Linked DNA regions of Mus musculus: region 1 is linked to region 2. A link is a contact called in public promoter capture Hi-C data. All regions are on one chromosome and are shown on one strand. Each heading gives the region's core, a stretch centred on a gene start, on an enhancer-like site or on the middle of the called end of the contact. The rest is flanking DNA. Distances are from core to core; before and after follow the strand shown.

Region 1 (6,929 bases), core at 2,137-4,636, 50 kb before region 2:
TTTGACTTCAGCCTGAATCACTGTCTTCCTCAAACAGGTCAGTTCATTCTACTTCAGGGCATCACGTCAGATGTGTCTTTCTGGAATGCTCTTACTCTAGACCTCAGCACGGCTGGCTGGCATAATCAGATCTCAACTCTCTAAAACCAACTCAAGTCTCAGCATGTGGCAGACTGCCTTGATCTCCCCAGATAAAGCAGCCTTCTCCATCATCATTTGCAGGCTCTCTGTCTCTCTGTCTCTCTGTCTCTCTGTCTCTCTCTCTCTCCCTTTTTTCCCTCTCCTTCTTTCTTCCCCTCTCTCCCTCCCTCTTAACCTCTTCCCCACCCCTCCGTCTCCCTCCCTCTCTCCCTTATTTGCTTTCTCCTTCTCTCTCTTCCTCTCCTCCCTTCCCCCTCCCTCATTATTTGTTCTCTCTCCCTTTCTCCCTTGCTCTGTCTCTTCCTCTCTCTCTTCCTCACCTCCTCTCCCTTCCTCTCTCCCCTTTCCCCCATCCCTCCCCCTCACCCCTCCCCCTTTCTCTCACTGCTGTTTTGTTTTCTAAGTGAGGAGATTTGTTTATGTGGCTGATGTCTCACTGCATGGAGTGGGGTTCACAGAGGGCAAGCAGGCTGCGCTCTGACTCTAGACCTAGAGTCACATTGTCACATAACAGGGCTCAGTAAATGTTTCTTGGGCTAAGTAAATAAATGTGTCAGCACTTGACTGGGAGGCGAGTTCATGGGTGACCTCACTTCCCAGACCTTCCCAGACTCCTCCTCCCCTCTGGAGCACCATTTCATTAGTCACAGTGACCTGCCACCTAAGAGATTTATCTCTGTGCCCCAAGCCCTTTAGCAAACCACTGGGAAATGAGAGATTTAAGTGAGAAACAAAGTGGACCTTCCTTCCTTCTGGTAAGAAGGGCAAGGTGCTGAGACAGAAGTGGGAAGGGAGCACGGGCACAAGAATCTCCAGCCAGGGATCTGCCCTGCCAGAGGCTCGTATTCCCAGGCTCTGGTCCTGTCCCAGCACACCCACAGACGGGGAGCTCAGCCTTCAGCCAGCATCCCTGTCCTTTTGCTGTGGTAGACTCTAGGGACCAGAGGCTCTTGGCACATTCACCGAAGTGCCTGGGAGGACAGACAATCTTCCTGAGTCACCTCGGGCTACCTGTTGTGTGGCTGCATCTGCCCACAATGTTTGATGAGGAGTCGCGGGGTTGGAAGCCTTGCTGAGTGGCTTTCCTGGGATCGTTAAGAGAGCTTTCTTTATGGTTGGGTCTGATTGGTCCCCATCTTAGACCTTGACCTTAGTTTTGAGGAACCTGCCAGGTGAAGGGTAAGTCTCGGATGTCTACCCACCTGCCACAGCTTACCTGAGTCCTTCCCCTGCCCTTGTCCTTCCTGTCCCAGCTGTCTTCCCATCCTTCGGTCCCTCCACAGGGACCTCCTGTGTTTTCCTCTGGGCTCATAGCCTGACAGAACACCTCAGTAAGACCACAGGCAGCTGGGGGCCTTAACAGGGTATTCACCCCTGATCTCTGGTGCTACTTTGTGATCAGGGATGGCACTCAAAGCAAAGCACACACAAACCAGTACAGCAACACACACACACACACACACACACACACACACACACACACACACACACACAAACACACATCAGGGATGGCACTCAAACAAAGCAAAGCACACACAAACCAGTACAGGAACACACACACACACACACACACACACACACACACACACACACACACACACACACACATCTGGAGCACCAATTTTCCCCTGCTGGCCTCTGCACCTGTGTTGATCCTTCTTGGCCTATGATTGGCTAAACAGGGACTGTGAGGGAGGGGCCTGATTTGTGCAGCTGATAGCAGTGGCCTGGAAGGTACTCAGGGAGTGCCAGCATCCTAGGATTCCTGGGTGGAGGCAATTTCAGAGCTCAACCCACCTGCTTATTCTGTAAGTTGAGAACTCAGCACGGGGTAACTGCTCAGCTGCTAACTACTTGAGAAGCAAAAGCATAGATTTAACCAACAGGAGGGCATAGAGCTGTGGGTGATAGGGAAAGGTAAGGCAAGTTACCCCCAAACAGCTCACAATACAGGACAAAAAGCTACCACACGGACTCCTCTGTGATCAGAACTATAAAGTGGTACAGAGAAAAAAAATCCCTGTAGAGGGATGTTGGGTGTTGCTGTTAATTTTACTTATATGGTGTGTGTGTGTGTGTGTGTGTGTGTGTGTGTGTGTGTGTGTGTGTCCATCCCAAGGACAGCCTGTGGGAGTCTCTTATCTCCATGTGGGTTCTCGGGGTTGACCCCAGGCTATTAGGCTTGACAGCAAGTGCTGCTACCTGCTAGGAGAGCCATCTTGCCCCCACCCCCACCTTCCAGAGCTGAGTTTTTAAGGCAGGGATAGATCACTATGCACAGAGATCACCGTGCTCCTGAAGGGTCTGTTTTGCTGAGGCAGGAGCTGGGAGAGTGTTAGGGTAGTGGCTGGTTGCCTTGTTGAAAGGGCAGGCACAGGGAACTTCAGAGAGGATGGGGACTCTCTCAGCTCTGCTGGATTGCAGTCCTGAATCAAGGCGCGCCCAGCCCTGCATATAACATAGAGAAAGGACCCTGAGATACATATTCATGCTGTGTTACCTACAAGCTAGATCATCTGCTGAACAGGCAGGATGTAAAGGAATGAGGCCTGTTTCAGGCTGCAGGCTGGGAAGTCCAGCTTCTCTTCTGGCTTAGCCTCTGGCTCAGCCCCGCATTGGAAGGAACACTCTTTATGCCAGTGAATGGCAATGTGTTAGACTTGCTCTGTCTTGATTGGGAGAGAGGTCTTAGACCACCAAGGCCAGCTCCTTCAGTTCCCCGTGTGCACAGAGGCACATGGTCTCTGCTTGTTGTTCCTTCAGGTTGCAGCTGCGTGCTCTGACACCTCTCTCTCCCAAATAGTCCTGGCCAAGGGTGGTCACATCTACAGACTCAGCCCCTTGTCTAAAGGGCTTTCTGTTGCCTTGGCATCTCTGAGGACCCTCAGCGTTCCTCTTGTAAGAGGAACTCAGCCTTTAAGGAGCTGGTTTTTCCTTATCAGAACTGGGGTCTGACACAGGAGACAGACCTAGTGTTCCGGCAGGTCTAAGATCCAAGACAGTCAGCGGGGCTGTGTTTTGGGTCCTGTACCCCTTGGAAGGTCCTGCCTTCTAGACAGCCAGAGATGGCCGCTCCTGGGAGGTGAGAGGAGATAAGGGTACCTGTAGTACCTGTAGTCTGGGGCAGCGGAGATTCACCCACAAACGCTCTCCTGCTGCCACAGAGCTTCGGAGGCCGGTGCGCGCGCCCGCCATCGCAGATGCGCCCCAGCTGTCACTCCGCTGCGCGCTCTCCTCCCTCTGCTTGCTTGCTGTTGAGCACGCGCGCTCTGATCCTTCTACCTCTCCCCCTCTTCGGTCTGTCTTCCTCCCGCCCTCCCTCTTTCGCTTCAGTTTGTCGCTGACCCCGCAGCCCCCTCCCCGGCAGCGGCAGCTCAGCCTGCGGGTCCGCCTCCTTCACAGGCGCTGCCCAGTCTCCCGCTGCCCTGAACCAGACCGGACATCCCTGCGTTCTGCCTGCCAAGCTGCCCGTGTGTCCGGCTACCTGGTCTGAGCATCAGGTCCCGGTGCAAAAAGGTGAGTTGTGAGCGGCTTCTGGGAGAGAATGGGGTTGGCGCAAAGGGCTTGGGTATGGGAACTAGGGACCACCTGTCCCTGCACGATGATCAGGGCTTTCTTCCCAGGGCAGTTGCTGAGGTGGGGTGGGGGAACCACTTAGGACCAGATAACCTGGGCAACCCAAAGGTACAGAGCATTAGGAACTCTGACTCCTTAGTGCTGGGGACATAGCGGTGTATTCTGCTAAGGAGGGGGTATGGAGGAGGGGACAGGGAGGAGAGCAGTGCTGGTGCCACATGATGGCCCCGGGTAGCATGGAAATGTCCCTGCAGCGGGAGGAGCGGCAGCTATGGGAGGGGGAGACAGCTTGGGTGTTGGAAACAGGCTGGCATTCTGAGAGGCCTGAGTGAGGGTGGAGGGTGGAGGACCCACTGAGTGAGGAGGCGCAGGCTGGACCTTTATACCAGTTGCTCTTGCTGGCCTTGCTGGCCCCGAGGTAGCTGTCCTTGAACAAGGGTGCAAAGGAGCCCTTCCTAGTTGGAATAGTCTTTGCAGTCCTGATAGAGCCTCCTTGGTGGGGGTGTGGCTGGGAGTGAAGGAGGGGTGTCTGGTAGTTCTTCCTTACAAACCCAGGCCTTGATTTTTAGCACACTAGATGGCCAAACAAACCAGGAGCCCGAGATGCTTAGGTGGTCCACCACTGCATAATGCCCTTTGCAGCAGGTGGGTCAGATGCCTTCCAAGCCCCGGGTGCTTAGTGTAGGGGGCAGCGTACAGCGAGGTCACATTCACCTGCTGCCTGGCTCATATGGGCATGGATGGCCAACTCGGAGCAGGACACTGCTTCTCAGGAGCCCCAGGCCCATTTCATAACGCTGAATTCTGCCCAGGAATCTGCAGTTCAAATTCCTGTATGGCCGGCAGGTCTGGGACTGGGCTCTGATTGGTTGCTCTGCCTCCCACCCCCAGCTGTCTGCATTCCAGGGTGGTGGTGGGGATGTTGGCACCAGGCTGCCAGGGTTTGTTGGGCATTGCCTTGTGTGACTCAGATTGACAGGCCCACAGCTTAGATAACTACAGCAGGTGGGGGGAGGGGAAGGAGCCAGCATGTGGCGCTGGGCGGGGGAAGTCCAGCTGGTAGGGAAATCCAACATCAGCTTCCAAGCTGCCAAGAAGAGCCCAGCGCTCCCACCCCCACCTTCCCACTGCAGGAGGGCTCCGGCTCTGCCAGAAGAGGGAGACAGGAAAACCAGGCAGGACAGGCAAAGAGACGGGCTTCTTAAGCCACCCCCCCCCCCAGCTGTGTTCTTTGAGGTTTGGCTAGAGGATGTGTCTGCGCTCAGGACAAGCTTACCCTAGTCTCATTTTCCAAGTGCCAAGACCCAGAGTCAGGGTCTTGCTTTAGTCAGGTGGGTGGCAAAGGAAGGCGCTGGAATGGGTGATTGTGTGTGTGTGTGTGTGTGTGTGTGTGTGTGTGTGTGTGTGTGTGGCTGGGAAGAGCGGGGAGCCAGGATGAGGCTTGGGTGTGGAGTGAGTGATCTTCCTTGGCACCTGCCCAGGGAGGCAGTTGAATGGTGGGAGCCTCCCGGGTCCTCAATGGCTTCTTCAGCGGCACAGAGCAACCCCGTGTGTGTTGGGTTTCCTTCCTACTCTGCTTTCCAAGGTTTCTTTCTGTCAGAGACAGGAAGAATTTCACAAGGAAAGTGGCTCAAGAAGCTGGCGGGGATAAGACAGCGTACTGAGAGGAACCTGGAGGAAGGGCGTGTGGCTGGTCCAAGCAGAATGAGAGGAACCTGGAGGAAGGGCGTGTGGCTGGTCCAAGCAGAATGAGAGGAATTTGGAGGAAGGGCGTGTGGCTGGTCCAAGCAGAAGGGGTTTAGAAACTGCTTCACAGCGCAGCATGTGCTTAGGGGTGACTGACAGGGGGCAGAGGTGGGGGCATTTACTAGAAGGGAGGGCCTCATGGCCAGACAAGTGACAGCAGCTCAGGGGACATTTCAGTTTCCCGTGTTCCGGGCTACCAGGAATTCCAATTGCCTAGACCAGATGTCCAGACTCCCTGGAAGTCCTCTAAGATGGGACAAGATGACTCGCAGGCCACTCGCTAGCCTAGCCTTGAGATTCCTTGAAGAATAAATCGGGTAGACCATGCAAGCCCTTTCTGCTTCCCCTCTGTAGGTGTATAGAGCTGGGGGCAAGGAGGGGAGGATGCAGGAGACCTCCTGGGAAGATAGACACAGCATGGGGGCCCAGGAATCAGGAGCGGAGGACACTCCCTGATGCATGTTGCAAACACTTGATTTGAGGGTGCTAAGAAGGAATCATGTGGATCCCAGGCCTGGGGTGAGGTGGTTTTTTTTTTGGTGTTTAGCTGAGTGTGAGCCCAGATCATGGGGAGAGTAGGCCTCCATCTGTGGGAGAAACTGGAGGGCAGGTGTACTCTGTCATTCTAGCCTCAATGTTCTGCAAGCCTGGCTGGCTGCTCCAAGCTGGGGGAGGGGGCAGCTCCCACACCCTCTCAGTAGTGGGTACAGCAGCCATTGGGTCAGCAGGACCACGTGGAAGCTCCAGCTGCCCCCTGCTCCTGCCTCACCTGTCTGCTGCGCCAATCCTCCACTCCCCAACTGCCTCACCGCATCCCCCAGGTCCCAGCCCGGAGAGGTTTGCTGGATTTCTTCCAACCTATGGGTAGGATGGGGACAGGGCTGGTTCTTGGCTCAGATGTGATGAGGAGATGGATGCCTTATAAACTGTAAAGTTCTATATGGATGGGGGGCTATGTCTCTGTTTCTGAATCAACCTTTACATGAGGGGTAGGGCTGAGGCAGGAACTTGTGAGGGCAACTGAGTCAAAAATTTTGTGGACAGAAAACAGGTACAGGTCCAATTGACGACATTCTTCCATTTTCCTAACCTTTTCCATGCCTCAGTTTCCCTATGATGTTGCTAAAGACACCTTACTGAACTGTATGAGGATGAAGAACGTAGCATTGTGTAGCTCTCTGTCTGTGGCTGTTAGCATCTCCCCATGTTAAAAGCTTGTATGAGGCCCTCGGGTTGGTGCCCTTGTCTTGGCCTGACTTAGGCAAGGTTAGTTAAGGTTCTGGGTGAGCTCTAGACTCATTTTTCCTTAAAATCTGCCATTTCCTGTCGCAGCTTCTCTAGGCTAACTGTATGCAGCCCATGCTGTCCCCACTTGCCTGACCTAGAGTTATACCAGCATGGCTTTCTGGGTAGCTGTTAGGCCCTGGCTCAATCTGCTGGCCTGTACTTCTCAATCTTGAATATGT
Region 2 (6,979 bases), core at 1,932-4,431:
ATGTGGAAGAGAACCAAGGACCGGGCATGAGAAGATTGGGGAGGGTGACTGGGGAGAGCTAATTAAAAGTAAGTATGTAAGAAACTGCCATAAGGAAACCTGCTACTTCATAATTTAATCTAATAAAGAAAAGAAATATTTTTCCAGACAATTTGGAGTCTTTAAGAATGGCACTGTGAAGCCGGGTGTGGTGGCACATGCCTTTAATTCCAGCACTCGGGAGGCAGAGGCAGGCGAATTTCTGAGTTCGAGGTCAGCCTGCTCTACAAAGTGAGTTCCAGGTCAGCCAGGGCTACATAGAGAAACCCTGTCTCGAAACAAAAACAAAAACAAACAAACACACACACACACACAAAACAAACAACAACAACAACAACAAAAAGAATAGAAAAAGAAAAAAAAAACAATGACACTGTGAGTATACAGGTCTCAAAGTTTAGAATTTGTGATTTGCTGTGATCCTAGACTCATTTCTGACTTCTCTGAATGTCTCCATATGTAAGATGGGGACAGTCAGGAACTTGTCTTGTAGGTCGGTTGAATAAATGGGCATGTGTACAGTCCCACCTCTGAGACTGTCATTATCAGTGCTATTAGCAGAAGGAAGATGAAGCAACTGTGTGCTGTGAAGCCAGCATTGAAGCTACCATTGCCACCAGCATCCTGCTTCTTTGATGCACTCATGATTAAGGAAGTCCTGACACACCGCAATGGCTTATTAGCAGCAATGAGCAAATATCCCAGGCAGGAAGAAGTTCCTGTACAAGTTGAGACTCCTGTTCTGGTTAGGACTCTGCCTGGTGACTTTGAGGAGCATTGGAGATGCCTTGAGAGGACCCTGGTCCTGGGAGACAAGGGTGAGAGCAAACTCCGCCCACTGTGTGTGCCAGTGTGATGGCCATAGCACAGCTGTTCTGGTTGCTAAGTGGCCATGTGCACATGAGGTTTCTCATGCTAGGTTCTATATCCTGGCAGCTGGGACTCGGCAGGAGTCTTAGGACATGTTGAAGACACAGAGAAGGGACCAAGACTCTTGATAACAGTTATCTCTGTTGATCTGGCATTACTGATATTCCCATTGTGCCTGATGGGGCAGAAAGACCCACTGCAGTCCTGGTGGAGATCAAATACCCTATGTAGAAGGGACACTGGCCAGCGCCTCTCAGTTTGTCCTCTGCAGAGATCTGTGTACAAGGCAAGAACTCAGGTCTAATTGCTGCAGACAGATGCTGTGTTCTTTGAGCGGAGGCAGGTGGGTAAGGAAGGAGGCGGTGGGGGTGGCTGTACAGGAGGAGGTGACATTTGTTAATATGTCAGGGGGCCGTGTGAATTCAGAGGATGCGTCAGAATCATTCGAGGGAGAAGATGAAACGGTCTTTTCTAATGACACACAGGTCTGTAGAGGCAGCAGGGGGTTTCCGGTTTTGCTTCTCTGTAGTAAGGGAATTTGTTTCTGTCCTCAGTGTTTGGATGGAAATCAGCTTAAGGGAGGAGTGAACATTCCCAACTTTTCCCCATGCGACACATTTTAGCAGAGCTTCTGGCAGTTTGCAAAATTAACTGTCACTTTCTCCCTTCCTGTCATAAACAACCAAAGGGCCAAATAGCAGGCAGCAGAGGGAAGAAGAGCTGCCAATGATCTGGGCAACCTCCACACCCAGCGGCCTCCAAAGACGAGCATCCGTGAGATCAACAGAGCCCTTCCTACCCCACGGCTTTCCCTTTCTCTTCACACCCCCCCCAGCCACAATGAAGTCCAGGTCCAGGTTCAGTGCTGCCCGATTGAACCTCACAGGCACTGTCACTAGCTCCTTACCCCTTTGTCCAGTGGCACCTTCACGTCCATGGAGTGAGACCCGGTTTCCCCATTGATCATGGCGGTCCTCAGCTTTAAGAGGAAAGAAAAGGGGATTGGTGCCTATTCACCTGGATTTGGGCTCTGACCATGTCCTAGGATCCCTGGGACACTGGGTCTTCCCTTTGCCTCTGAGCAGACTTCTAGGAGGGAAGATGGACCTGAGTCCAGGTGCCACTGCCTCACAGTTGTGGGCTCTCACTGAGGCGGGGCTTTGAGGAATGGATGCTCTGGAACATAGGGTTGTGTTGCTGAGACATAATCTCCTCTAGCATGCGCTATGGAGACTTAGACGTTAAACTTGACAACCCTGAAACCATGCTGGGCTTATAGGCCAGCCTGTCTCAGTAACCTGTGACACCAGGGTCATGGCTCAATATCCACAGTTGCTGAAAGGATCATAGGCACAGAACCCAGCTGCTCGCCCAGAGGCCTTGGCATTCCCAGGACACCCAGTGCTCGTCTACCTGTGACAGGGCTAAATGAGGGAAAGCTTCTTACTCACAATTTCAGCTTGGTCCTCCCACTCCACTTCTGAGAGGTCCACACTGTTGTAGTTGGGTTTGGGTCTCAGCTTCTTGCCTTCTCTGTACTGGAGTGGGCCAGACAGGATGGAAAAGGTGGGGTCAGCATGCACCCTGTTCCCCTTCCCTCTTCTTTAAAATCTTTCAAGTACCCTCATAAAATCAAAGCATCCCATAATCACAATGAGCCAGACCAAACTTACACTCAGTGCAAAGCTTGACCAATGTGTGCCACAGATGGCCTCTGAGCCTCCTGGGGTGTGTGTGTGTGTGTGTGTGTGTGTGTGTTTATGTGTACACATTTCTCATGTCAGGCATCTCCCTCCCTATTTTGAGAGACAACTTGTCATAGTTTGGACAGGTCTTATTACTAGAAAGTTCTCTCTCCTGTGGAGTTCAAATCTGTCTCCTAACTTACTTCTTGTTGTCAGCTTTCATCTGGAGCCACCTAGAACGTGTTCCTCCTGACAGGGCTTGAGATGCTCAATCTTGTCACTTCTAAGACTTGACTGTCTCCAGCTAAACATTTCCAGTCTGAAGATACCTCAGCTCTCTCTCTGAAGATGGCTCAGCTCTGTCAATGTCACCCTGAAAATGGAGCTGTCTGGGAAGAAATCAATATTGCTCATGGAGTCCGGCCAGGAGAAGAGAGAGGTGTGGTTTGAACTGAAGCACTGTGGCCTCTGCCTGGGCTTCTGCCGGCTGCTCGGACAGCCAGGCCAGCTTGGATGCCCAGATGGCGCCATAAGCCAGGCAAATCCCTTCGGTGTTCTCACGTGGTGCTCTCCCACGCGTGGGTGTTCAGTTTGCAGAGCGCCCACCTATTTCTCATGTATTTCATCTTGTTAATCTCAGATGATCATTTTAGAATGCTTCATGAGCAATCAGTTTCTCCTCCAGATTTCAAGGCATCTGCAGAAGCAGCTCATCTTGATAGTGTTTTCTTTTTTAATTTAAATTGGTCAGATTCAAGCGCAGATCTGCAGTGCTTAATAACCACCTGTCTCCAAAATTTGACACAGATCCCTGAACCAATTCTCCGAGCAGAATCATTCTCTTGTTCTTCCTCCCTCTCTCCCTCTCTCCCTCTTTTGCTCTTTCTCACTCTCTCTCCCTGACAGATATCATCATGTTATCTGTAATTACGCCCATGGTACTTCCCTGGTTGAGTTTAGTAGTGCCATCAATAAAAGAGGAGAGTTTATCACCAGAGCATCTTAAAAATAGCACCATCTACTTCTGTAAATGGGTCTCCGGTAGATGTTTGGGAGTTGAAGTCACCATCATTATGTATCTTATTTCTGCTGGTTATTTCATTTACTTGGGTTTTGTTTTCTTCTCTCCTGATTGTAGTATTGATGTCACTCCACTGTCCCTGCTCTGAGCACCTCCTTACTCCTGGCCCACACAATGTTCTATTCTCAGCCTTCCAGAGGTCCAGAGTCCTTAGTGCTGCCCTGTCTTCTACCTGAGCTGTCTCTCTGGCAACAGCCCAGTGCCATTGTCTCAGCTACACCTAACAGATTATAGCCCATCCTAAGCCTCTCAGAATAAGCATATGACTTCATTTGGTTGGGGACACTGACATAGAAAGGTTTTTAGGCCCCCAGCATGTCTCTTGACCTTTCTTATTCTACTGTTAGGAATATTCTTTATTATTTTGCTTTCTGTAACTTCACCATTTGCTTTCCTGATAATACTTTCCTTAAGCAGTACCGAGTGTAAGCCCCACTGTGTCCTTTGGTAAGCAGTTCATTTTGTTTACATGTCTTCACACATTAGATTTTGATTAGATATGTTCTTCTGATTACAGCACTCTTACTAGCACGATAATGTCAGGCACACAGTAGGTCCCCAATATGAACTGGCCAGTGAAAGCATTATTCATGTAAGTTACCGAGATGGATGCATGCACATGGGTTTCTGATTCATGTCCCTTAATTCTGTATGTCCCTTAATGCTGTATGTCCCCTAATTCTAAATGTCAACTCTAGGATCAACCTACATGTTCTCTCTCTGTGAGTCACTTGATAGCACTGGTCCAAGAACCTGTTAGTATAAGGCTGTCCATTATGGGTTTAGATAAATGCCCTGTTGAGTCTGAATTGGGAAGAGAGTGGGGATGGACCAATGTGTCTCCCATCTGAGCCCTACCACTTGCCTTGAGTGGTTCAGTCAGATGTCTTAGGAGATTCTGTATCCACTTGAGCTAACTGCCATGAGACTTAGTTCAGCTGGTCTCCCCAAATGACTCCCGAGGCAGAGAAGCCCCTTTGTCAATTCTGCTATCCAAGCCTCTTGGGGTTCCTCAGAAGTCAGAAGACAGTAGGTTTAAGATGCCTCCAGGCCATCTGATACACTCCCCCCTTATCCCTTCAGCCTCACACCAGCAATGTGGCTATTGCCCCTGTGGACAGGGCCAATCCCTGGATGTAGAGTATTCAGACACCAGGTGCTTGGGAGAACTCATGTGAAAATACCCACAGCTCCTGGACAGAGTCAGAAGGGGACAGGGGTCCTAGGCGACATCGAAGGCACACCCAGGGAGCCTTCACTGCCCTTGTGAGAGGGCCTTGCTATTTTTGTTGTGAACTCAATGTTCACATTCCCTTCTTGGGCCTCTGGGGCTCTGCTGCTCCATCTGTCAGATGGTAGGAGGGATGGAGTCACCGAGGCAGTGAGGGTTTGTGATAAATGTCTGCAGTGATCAAGCTTAAAGGATTTATTTGATTTCGAATTAAGTGTATGTGTGTATCTGCGGGTGTGTACATGTGGACGCAGGTGCCCGTGGAGACCAGAGGCATCCCATTCCCTGGGACTGGAGTTAAAGAGAGCTATGAGCTGGCTGAAGAGGGTTCTGGGGACTAAACTCAGGTGCTCTTAGCTGCTGAGCCATCTCTCCCTCATGGTTTGCCTCTTACACAACTCTCGGAGGCCTCTTTATGGACGGCTGGGCTCCAGCGTGACACTGCTGGAAAATGCTGGAATGTTTGGAGATAAAAAGCCCAGTGAGAGGGTTACAGAACTGGAGTCTCTTTCTCACTGTATTCCAGGGGTCAACAGGTTCATTCTGTCCCATGCTGTGCTGTATGCACCCCACCAGAGCATAAAGCACTAGGCTTAACCAGCTATGGACTGAAATAGTTCTTTCTTTATAAGCTTGCGGTTACAGATGTTTTATTACAGTAATGGAAACTGGGCTGTTCTGCAGGACACCATTCTCACAAGCCCAGCCTGTATCACCTGCTCTCTGGTCTGTTCACCAATCAATCATTCCTTGTGCTTTTTGCCTTAGGCATCCTCCTAGATAATCATTTGGAAACAGGAATGACCGTCGAGTTTCCTCTTGTATGATCTGAGGAATTTTAGCCTTTATTTATTTATTTTTTGTGAACTGTCCCCAATTCTCATAGGCTGTACTTACCAAAGGTCGGAGGTCAGGATGAGAGAGGATGTAGCCATTGTTAGTGTTCAAGAAGGCATAGCCATGCACCCCAAGCTGCCAAGGTCAAGGTTGGAGGGCATTAGACGTGTTAGATGGCTAGGCAGGGGAGGAGGGGAAGGGATCGTTGAAAACAGCAGCAAGTGTTAAATAGGGATAATGGTAAGCCAGGGAGGGTCATGCTTCCACCTACCGTTCTCTGGTCAAGCAACCATGGACAGAAGCCAAGAAACTGAAACTGTGAGCCCAAAGAAATCTCTCCTCTCTTTGAGCTGATTTTTTTTTGTCACAGCAATGGAGAGCTGTGGCTTAGGTACCATCCCCCTGGGGTCCCCTCAGGCTCACCTTATATCGGGGTGCCAGCTTCATGAGCTCTCTTAGGGTCACGTCAGAGCCCACTACACCCAGGAGAATGCCATGGGATCTCTAGAAGGGACAGTGCAAGGTCAGGGAAACTGGGATGGCCAGACTAGACTCTAGGCCTCCCTGGAGCCCGGAAAGGGGAGCGTTTACTGATCTTCCTTTGCAGTTAGACTGTAGGCTGAGCTCCTCCAAATAACAATGTAGACTGTCAGATGGGGCCCCAGGGGCAAGCTCAGCTGTTAGGAAGATTAATGCCCTGTATTAATATTTAAGTAGTAACATTTAAATGAAACACAAAGCTAAGTGAAATATTAATATTCATGCCAGAGGATGAAATAAAAGGACCATAACTTATGTGGACTCTATAGCACAAGGGACCCATTGGGAAGTGTTTTCTCACCAGATAGACTATGAAAAGCTCTAGAAATCCTCTCACTAGAGGCCTTCACCTACAAGCAAGAGTCTATCCACTTGGGCTAGTTAAGTGTGATTAACTTGGAAGGCTAGCAGAAGACCCCATAGCTTTCTATCCCAAGAATAAAGCAGGGGCTGCCCCACCCCCAACAGGCCTGTAGGAGCTTGGGGGACAGAAGGGACATCAGCCCCATAGTTGGCCAGGAGGTTCTTCTGTAGCTGGCCCAGGATTGGGCTTGGGAAACTGCATCCAACTCTTGCAGTTGGCTGTGAAGCTCAGTGGGCGGGACTCTACCCTCCACGCCACGGCCCAGGGAAGGGCCACTTACTGTTTCATTCTTTTTGCTGAAGACAGGCATGGCCACTGTGGTGAGGAGCATC

Evidence for each region. Promoter capture Hi-C pulls out the DNA fragments that hold promoters and counts their contacts.
Region 1: a contact with region 2 is called in a promoter capture Hi-C map of hippocampal neurons, with 3 times the contacts expected there. The contact joins the promoter of Lrtm2 here to the enhancer-like site in region 2. A contact is called at or near these places in 2 of 39 promoter capture datasets (hippocampal neurons and macrophages), 6 of 484 Hi-C or Micro-C datasets (Th1 cells, brain, cerebellar granule neurons and 3 more), 4 of 115 datasets of contacts at active chromatin or transcription factors (embryonic stem cells, forebrain, neural progenitor cells and 1 more) and 3 of 9 other capture datasets (adipose tissue, liver and pancreatic islet).

Annotation. Positions count from the first base shown.
Region 1 is chr6:119,327,223-119,334,151 of GRCm38.p6, reverse strand. Lrtm2 (leucine-rich repeats and transmembrane domains 2) reads left to right here and starts at 3,386. Exons shown (of 5, transcript NM_172492.3): 1 at 3,386-3,657. The region is part of intron 26 of Cacna2d4 (calcium channel, voltage-dependent, alpha 2/delta subunit 4); the gene reads right to left.
Region 2 is chr6:119,277,088-119,284,066 of GRCm38.p6, reverse strand. Cacna2d4 (calcium channel, voltage-dependent, alpha 2/delta subunit 4) reads right to left here. Exons shown (of 38, transcript NM_001033382.3): 14 at 6,928-6,979; 15 at 6,167-6,247; 16 at 5,804-5,878; 17 at 2,361-2,447; 18 at 1,817-1,888. Among named protein-coding and RNA genes, the nearest start is that of Gm52874, 34 kb to the left of the region's middle. Within about 2 kb of position 3,181, at least 17 of the 459 cell types and tissues checked have an H3K27ac peak or open chromatin away from gene starts, as enhancers often do. A contact at or near this core is called in cerebellar granule neurons, cerebral cortex, cortical neurons and 2 more, where this site is marked.